Regions from separate parts of the Rattus norvegicus genome. Here region 1 is linked to region 2. Evidence: chromatin contacts called from public Hi-C data. All regions are on one chromosome and are shown on one strand. The core of a region is the stretch at or near the end of the contact, and the rest is flanking DNA. Distances in the headings are between cores, read along the strand shown. Region 1 overlaps Pdzd2 (PDZ domain containing 2). Region 2 overlaps Pdzd2 (PDZ domain containing 2).

Region 1 (3,269 bases), core at 469-2,968, 190 kb before region 2:
TTTTCCACTGTGCTCCATCCTTCTAGGTTAAGTTCAAGCTCCTCCCGAGAGCTTACTCTCCCCACTCCTGTAAATGTCATATATTTAATTCAGGAGGGAGGAGATAGACAGGTTTCTAAAATGTCCTGAGATTCCCCCCCTCCTGTCATGTCCGTGCCCTCATACCCCCTGAGACTGAACCTGAGCTTGATATCATGATGAGGTCGTAGTTCCTAGCATTGGTAGGTGACTTTAAGAAAGTGCAATGGTCAGAGTGGGTCTCACCGAATCGCACGAACACTCTCACAGCAGTTCAGCCAGAAGCAGAAGGTATAGGGAGAATGTTCCCGTCTGGCCAAAGGAAATCGGATACCCAAGCGAAGAGTCAAGAACTGTGAACAACTGGATTCTGCCAGCCTCCGGGGCTCTTGGAGGACCTGAGCTGTAGATGAGACAGTTGGCAGTTCCAGCCAGCATCCCATGCCAGCCTTATGCCATGCTGAGCAGAGCTACCCTGTGACTTGATTTCTCCTCTAAGAACCATAGTAAGGGCTGAAGAGATGGCTTGCTGTTAAGAGAACCGCCTCTTCTCCCAAAGAACCCAAGTTCCATTCCTAACACGGCCATGGAGGCTCACAACCACCTATAACTCTAGTACCTGGGATCCAGCGCCCTCTTCTGGCCTCTGAGGCTACAGGGCATGGGTGCAGACCTTCATCTATCCATGCACTTTCAAACAAACAAAACAGATAACATATTGAACATCTGAATGATGGGTGTTTCCCCAAAGCCTCTGCGTGGCTGGCATTTGTTGCACAGTAGGAGAAAAGGATTGTGAGCAGGTCAGTAGCAGTCCCCTTCCAGTCTCTGCTCACTGTTCTCCATGAGAGAATCACACCTTCCTCCTGATTGCATCTCCCTGAGAATGAGATCCATTCTGGTGGGGTTTTTCAGTGTAGCTTCGTCAGGGGAAAGAAGGTGGCTAATGCTAACGGCCCAGCATTAGCATCAGAAGCTTTGGTTTAGACCTTGGCTCAACCTTGCTAAGCGTTGGATCACACTTTTAAATGAAAATCAGCCTTGGGGGGAAGAAAGCTAAACATACAGACATTGTTGCCAGTAGCTCCTTGTGAAGATAGAGCTGATACAGGACGGAACCCATGCGAGGTCTGCAGGGGTTAGGCAAAGTGATGTGTAGGGGGATCATGGACAGTGGTGCAGGGCACCCTCTAGAAACAGTGGCTCATGGGTAGTAGGAAAACATCCTTTGGAGCACTTGTCCCCTTCCTGCATGAAGTTATGGGTATTCTAGTTTGTTCTGTGCCTCGGGATTCTGGCCCTTTCTCCCTCTACCGGCAAATCCCCATTCCAACCCCTACCTTTTGGCCATTCCACCTGGAGAGTTAGCCTCAATCCGGGTCCTGCCTGGAGACTTGATTGGCAGCTAGATTGGTCTGCTGGGAGTTTGAAGTTGAGCGGGTGAGACCAGGCTGCTCAGAGGCATAAACAGACTGAAAAGGTCTCATGGAAGACCCCTGGAATCAGGTTTTAGAAGCAGCTGGAGCAAAGCACACAGCCGTCACAGAAGGAGAGAGAAAGCCAGCTCCTTCACATCATGGGCATGCAGGCTGAGATGGTTCCCAGGAAGACAGGGATAGACACACCAGTTCCCACCATGCCCGGCTGGCCTGTGTTCCATGACATTTCCATGTCCTCATAAAGGATATTTTGTAAACAGATTAATCCTTGTCAGAGGTCCACTATGGAGGCAGAGCTGGTTCTCATCCACCGAGGGACGCCACGCCCAAGTGCTGATTCCACATAAACACAGAAGAAAATTAAATTGCCTTTTCTTTGGACTTTTTCCAGAATCTGTCAGTATAGTTAAATTCCCAGTGGCCTCTGGAGGGCACTGTTTAATTGTTTATTTCATGGCGGTGTGCAGTGCACCAATCAAATGTGGTTAGAAATGTGGTTTGTAATGATGCTGCCTACCTTTTGGTGAGACCCTGCAACACTGAGTCAGCTAGGGGAAGAGGCTGCACCGTGGCTGTTGTACATTAAACAATGGCGTCCCTCTGCCGTCTGGCACGTGTAGATTGCTTTTTAGAACAAGATTGTTCTAGTTTCTACAGGCATGTTTTTTAACAGGTGCCGAACAAAACGGAAGCTTTTCCTTCCTTTTAGTTTCAGTGAATGGAGAGACGTAAGGTTACAGCTTATGAAAGGAAGCAGTTCAAATTCAGTTGGCCTTCAATTATTCAGTGGAGGGAGATGTAATTTTTAGGTTTTGGGGAACATGTATTCCTTTTTAATTAGAAAGACACAAAATAATGGAGCACAGGTATAAACAGAAAGGAGAAGTGTTGAAAAAGTGTTCAGTTTCCATGGGATAATTATGTGGACAGGCTCTTGAGCGTGCACGAGCACGCGCGCGCGCACGCACGCACACACACACACACACACACACACACACATCACTCAATTCTGCAGGGTGTTGTGTTGGTTTCCAGTTGGGCCAGAGCAAAGGAGGAAAGTGTGCTTTTTCTATCTCTTCACTGCCACCAAGGCTAAAAGGCAGGAGTGAGGGTCCCCGGCACTCTTAAGTGACAGTTCTTCACTAATCCTAAAAGAACCAGCCCCCTCTTGCCCTCCCTCCATCCCTTTCCCTGTTCCTCTCAGACGCTCCCTTTTTCTTTCTTTTATAATAGATTTGAGTAAAAAGCTATGCTTGTGATCTGATGCAAGATTTGCTGGCCAGCAGGCCTCTGGGGCCCTCCTGTGTCACCCTGTCATCACTAGGATTAGAGGTGCATGCTGCCACACCAGCCTTTTACATAGACTCTGGAGATCAAACTCAGGTCCTCACACCTGTGCTGCAATCATTCCACTGACTGCATTGTCTCCCCCACCCCCACCCCCGACGGTCAGCCTCTTAATCTTTATCGTTTCAATCCGTACAAGGGCATTTACCGGCTCCTTACTGTATTCTAGCTTTGGATCAACACATTAGACTGTACTGGTATTCCTGGTACACGGACTTCTTGATTTCCTGGGACATGCTTGGAAAACTGCCTTCCCATTTCAGAAATAATTGCGATCAGTAATATGAAGGCATTTTAGGAGTAAGCTTTCATTGTACACTAGCTTTACGGAGGCATATTTCACTTTCTGGAAAATATTTCCTTTATAATATTCATTCACAGAAGAGCGAGTCATTATGTCTAATTTTAGGGCATTTTCTTTTTTTTTCTTTTTTTTTTTCTTTTTTTTTTTTTTTCTTTTCTTTT
Region 2 (3,055 bases), core at 291-2,790:
GACGCTGAAGAGATGGCTCAGTGGTTAGAGTGTTGGTTGCTCTTGCAAAGGACCCAGGTTTGGTTTCAGCACACAAGTTTCACGACTGCGACTCCAGTTCTAAGGTAGCCAATGCCCTCTTCTGCCTTGAGGGCAGTAAGGCATGTGCACCCATTCAGGCAAAATGTCCATGTGCATAAAATATACCTTAAGAAATAGTGAATTTAGACAAATAGTGCAGTCTTTTACTGTTCTGGCATAGTGTATAAGTTTTCGTTAGAATAAAAAATTTTAGCTTACATTTTCATTTTTTGCATAGGTGTGTTTGCGTTGTTGGTACATGTGCCACAGTGCACGTGTGGAGGTCAGAGGGCAACAGATAGGGATTGATTCTACCGCACTGCTCCCGAGAGTGCAGCCATACTCTCAGGCTTGTGGTAGCTCCCTTATTTCTAAGCGATCTTGCCACCCACCCCCCCAGGGGTCGTTTTGGTTTGTTTCTTAATATTCTTAATTTTTATTTTTATTTATTTGTTTGTTTGTTTGTTTTGATCTTTGGAGACAGGGATTCCCTGTAGCCCTGGCTAGCCTGGAACTCTGTAGATCAGGCTGGTTTTGAACTCAAGACACCTGCCTCTGTCTCCCAAGTGCTGGGATTAAAGGTGTGTGCTAACACTCACCACCTGGCTAATGTTCTTAATTTTTTAATTGTTATCTATTTATTTTGTATGTACGTATGCATGTGTGTTATGCATTGGCATGTGCCAGCAGGGTACATGGGGAGAGGTCAGAGAACAATGGTCAGGAGTCCATGATTTGAACTCAGGTCGTCAGGCTTGGCAGCAAGCAGCCTTCACCATCTGAGCCATCTCACTGGCCTGACTGTGAGTTCTTTAAGAAGAATGAGAGCTAAGTGTTCTGAAGAGGGGCAGAGTCAGTGAGGTGCAGTTGGTGGTCTTGTTGTTTATACCTTGAAGCCACCCACCATTCAACTGGACTTAGGCGGTCTGAGTTACTGCTTCTAAGGTGTTTCCAGTCTTTTTTTATTGAGGAGAAATAAATACAAACCAACGTCTAATTTGCGCTTTCTGCTGAAACTCAGGTCTCGGAGCAGGAAATGGACGAAGTGATAGCACGCAGCACTTACCAGGAAAGCAGAGAAGCCAACTCCTCCCCCGGCCTCGGTATGGCGGCTTGTTCACTGCTGAGACACGGTTCTCGTCAGGTTCACCCACGGGTACTCCTAGCTGGGGCACGCGGTTCTCTGTAATTGCCGGTGACAGTTGCTGACAGGGCCTACACTCTGTCTTGGTTCCCTCTTTTGATTTCTACAGTTATTTAATGTGCTTCATTAAAGGTCCAATCACGCATGCTGCCTATATGGCCTTCAAATAATTTGAGAAAGAAAGCTCACAGACATTCATGAATCTTCATGACTCATTTGAAATGCATAGGTCAATGATACTTGACACCCAAACAAGAGTCATGTAGTAATACAGAGTGTTATTCATGCAAAACGCTGAGGTTTCCCTCTATGGACTTGGAAGTTTCAGTACAAAGCACCTCCAGTTGGCTGCTGGAGGCAGAAAATGTTCTCCAGTTTTCCTCCTTGTGTGGAAATGCTGGGGCAGGAAAGGCTGCAGTTCTCCTCGGCGTTTCTTCTTCACTTAGAGCATTGTATAAACAGTCTCCTTAGTGTGGAAACCTAGGAGGGATTCTGCAGCCATTGCTCACTTGACTAGAGACTTCTCTGACGTTCGGATTGATGCCCTGCAGGAAAAGGAACTGGGAGATATGAGTTACTGGATGTCAGAGGAAAAGGAACAGGATTGGGGACAGCCATGAAATCCCTGGTGATTTGCATCCATAATTAATATATTTAAAGTGGACTCGGCCATAATAGGCTCTTTATTCAGCCTGAACGCTGGGTTCTCTTCATCCCAACATCTCTACTTGATCAGACAGCAAAGACTTTTATTTTTTTTAAGCCGGAATTCTCATGCCCTAAATCTCTTTTGCCTGTGACATGTAATTTAAAGTCTACAGGCTGAGCTCCTCACCCGTCAGCTAAAGAGGAAAACCAGCATCCCCACCACTTCCCTGGTTCTTTCATGAGTTCCTTGGATGGGGTTCATTGGTTCATTCATCCTTCCAGCCATTCAGCAAGCATGGCTGGGTCCTTAGCAGACAGCAGGTGCTCTGGGGTTTGTTGCACAGAGGAGAAGGGGAGATGCAGAGATCCAGGCACCATTAAACTGTCCCGTCAGATAGAATGCTCAGCGGGATTGCAGGGGGAAGCATCAGAGCCATGAGCAGGGTCTTGAGGGAGGGAAGGGGGTGGGATGGGAAGGGGGAGGGGGTACCCAGATAGATAGATAATAGGGGTGGCTACTCAGAGAAACTGTATGAGTGCATCTGCCTATGCATGCAACTCATTAGTGGCACCCAGGCAAAGGACAGTTCTGTTGAATACACTTGGTCCCTCCCTTTGGTTGGTGAACTCTATGAGCCTGCTTGTTCATAATGTGTGAGCTTCACCACATTAACCGTTTTGCGAATTCCTTCCACACAGGTACCCCCTTGAAGAGCCCCTCTCTGGCCAAAAAGGTGAGTCAAAATGCATTCGGGGACCACCAACCAATTTTCAGGAGCCTCTCAGTCAAGTCACAAACCCCAGTCCATATTTCTGCCCATGAATCCTTTCAGCCACTTTATACAAGGAAGTGGCAGCCATACCAGTGTGAAAGCAGACACACAAAGGTGTGCTTCTCCTAGTTCATCCAGGAAAAGATCAGCACAGAAAAGAAAAGGCCCCGGAGCCTTTTGAGCCGCTCACTTTGAAATAAAGGTAGCCTGGGTTCCAGAGAGCCTGAAGCTATGAGTACTCTGGGCGTTCCTCAGTCCCACTAGCGTGGGATTCAGACTGCACAACCCCCATCCCATCCCACCACCTAGCAGTTCATCAGTTGGGCCAAAAGCTTAGACTTGCTTATTTATGATTTACTCTCCTTTCCTCTCCTTCCTTGAAGTGGCTTTGGTTTGGTTTGGCTGAGATAGTTGACAGTTGCAGGAGCTG

The links. A called contact is a pair of places that touch in the nucleus more often than the background predicts.
Region 1: a Hi-C map of Schwann cells shows a contact between it and region 2, with 7 times the contacts expected there. The contact joins two enhancer-like sites. A contact is called at or near these places in 7 of 12 Hi-C or Micro-C datasets (the A7r5 cell line, the Rat2 cell line, Schwann cells and 4 more) and 1 of 1 datasets of contacts at active chromatin or transcription factors (oligodendrocytes).

The regions. Positions count from the first base shown.
Region 1 is chr2:63,330,375-63,333,643 of GRCr8, reverse strand. All of the region lies in intron 2 of Pdzd2 (PDZ domain containing 2), which reads left to right. Among named protein-coding and RNA genes, the nearest start is that of Pdzd2, 170 kb to the left of the region's middle. Within about 2 kb of position 1,718, at least 12 of the 93 cell types and tissues checked have an H3K27ac peak or open chromatin away from gene starts, as enhancers often do. A contact at or near this core is called in Schwann cells, where this site is marked.
Region 2 is chr2:63,141,921-63,144,975 of GRCr8, reverse strand. Pdzd2 (PDZ domain containing 2) reads left to right here. Exons shown (of 24, transcript NM_022940.2): 14 at 1,082-1,163; 15 at 2,552-2,586. Among named protein-coding and RNA genes, the nearest start is that of Golph3, 68 kb to the right of the region's middle. Within about 2 kb of position 1,540, at least 3 of the 93 cell types and tissues checked have an H3K27ac peak or open chromatin away from gene starts, as enhancers often do. A contact at or near this core is called in Schwann cells, where this site is marked.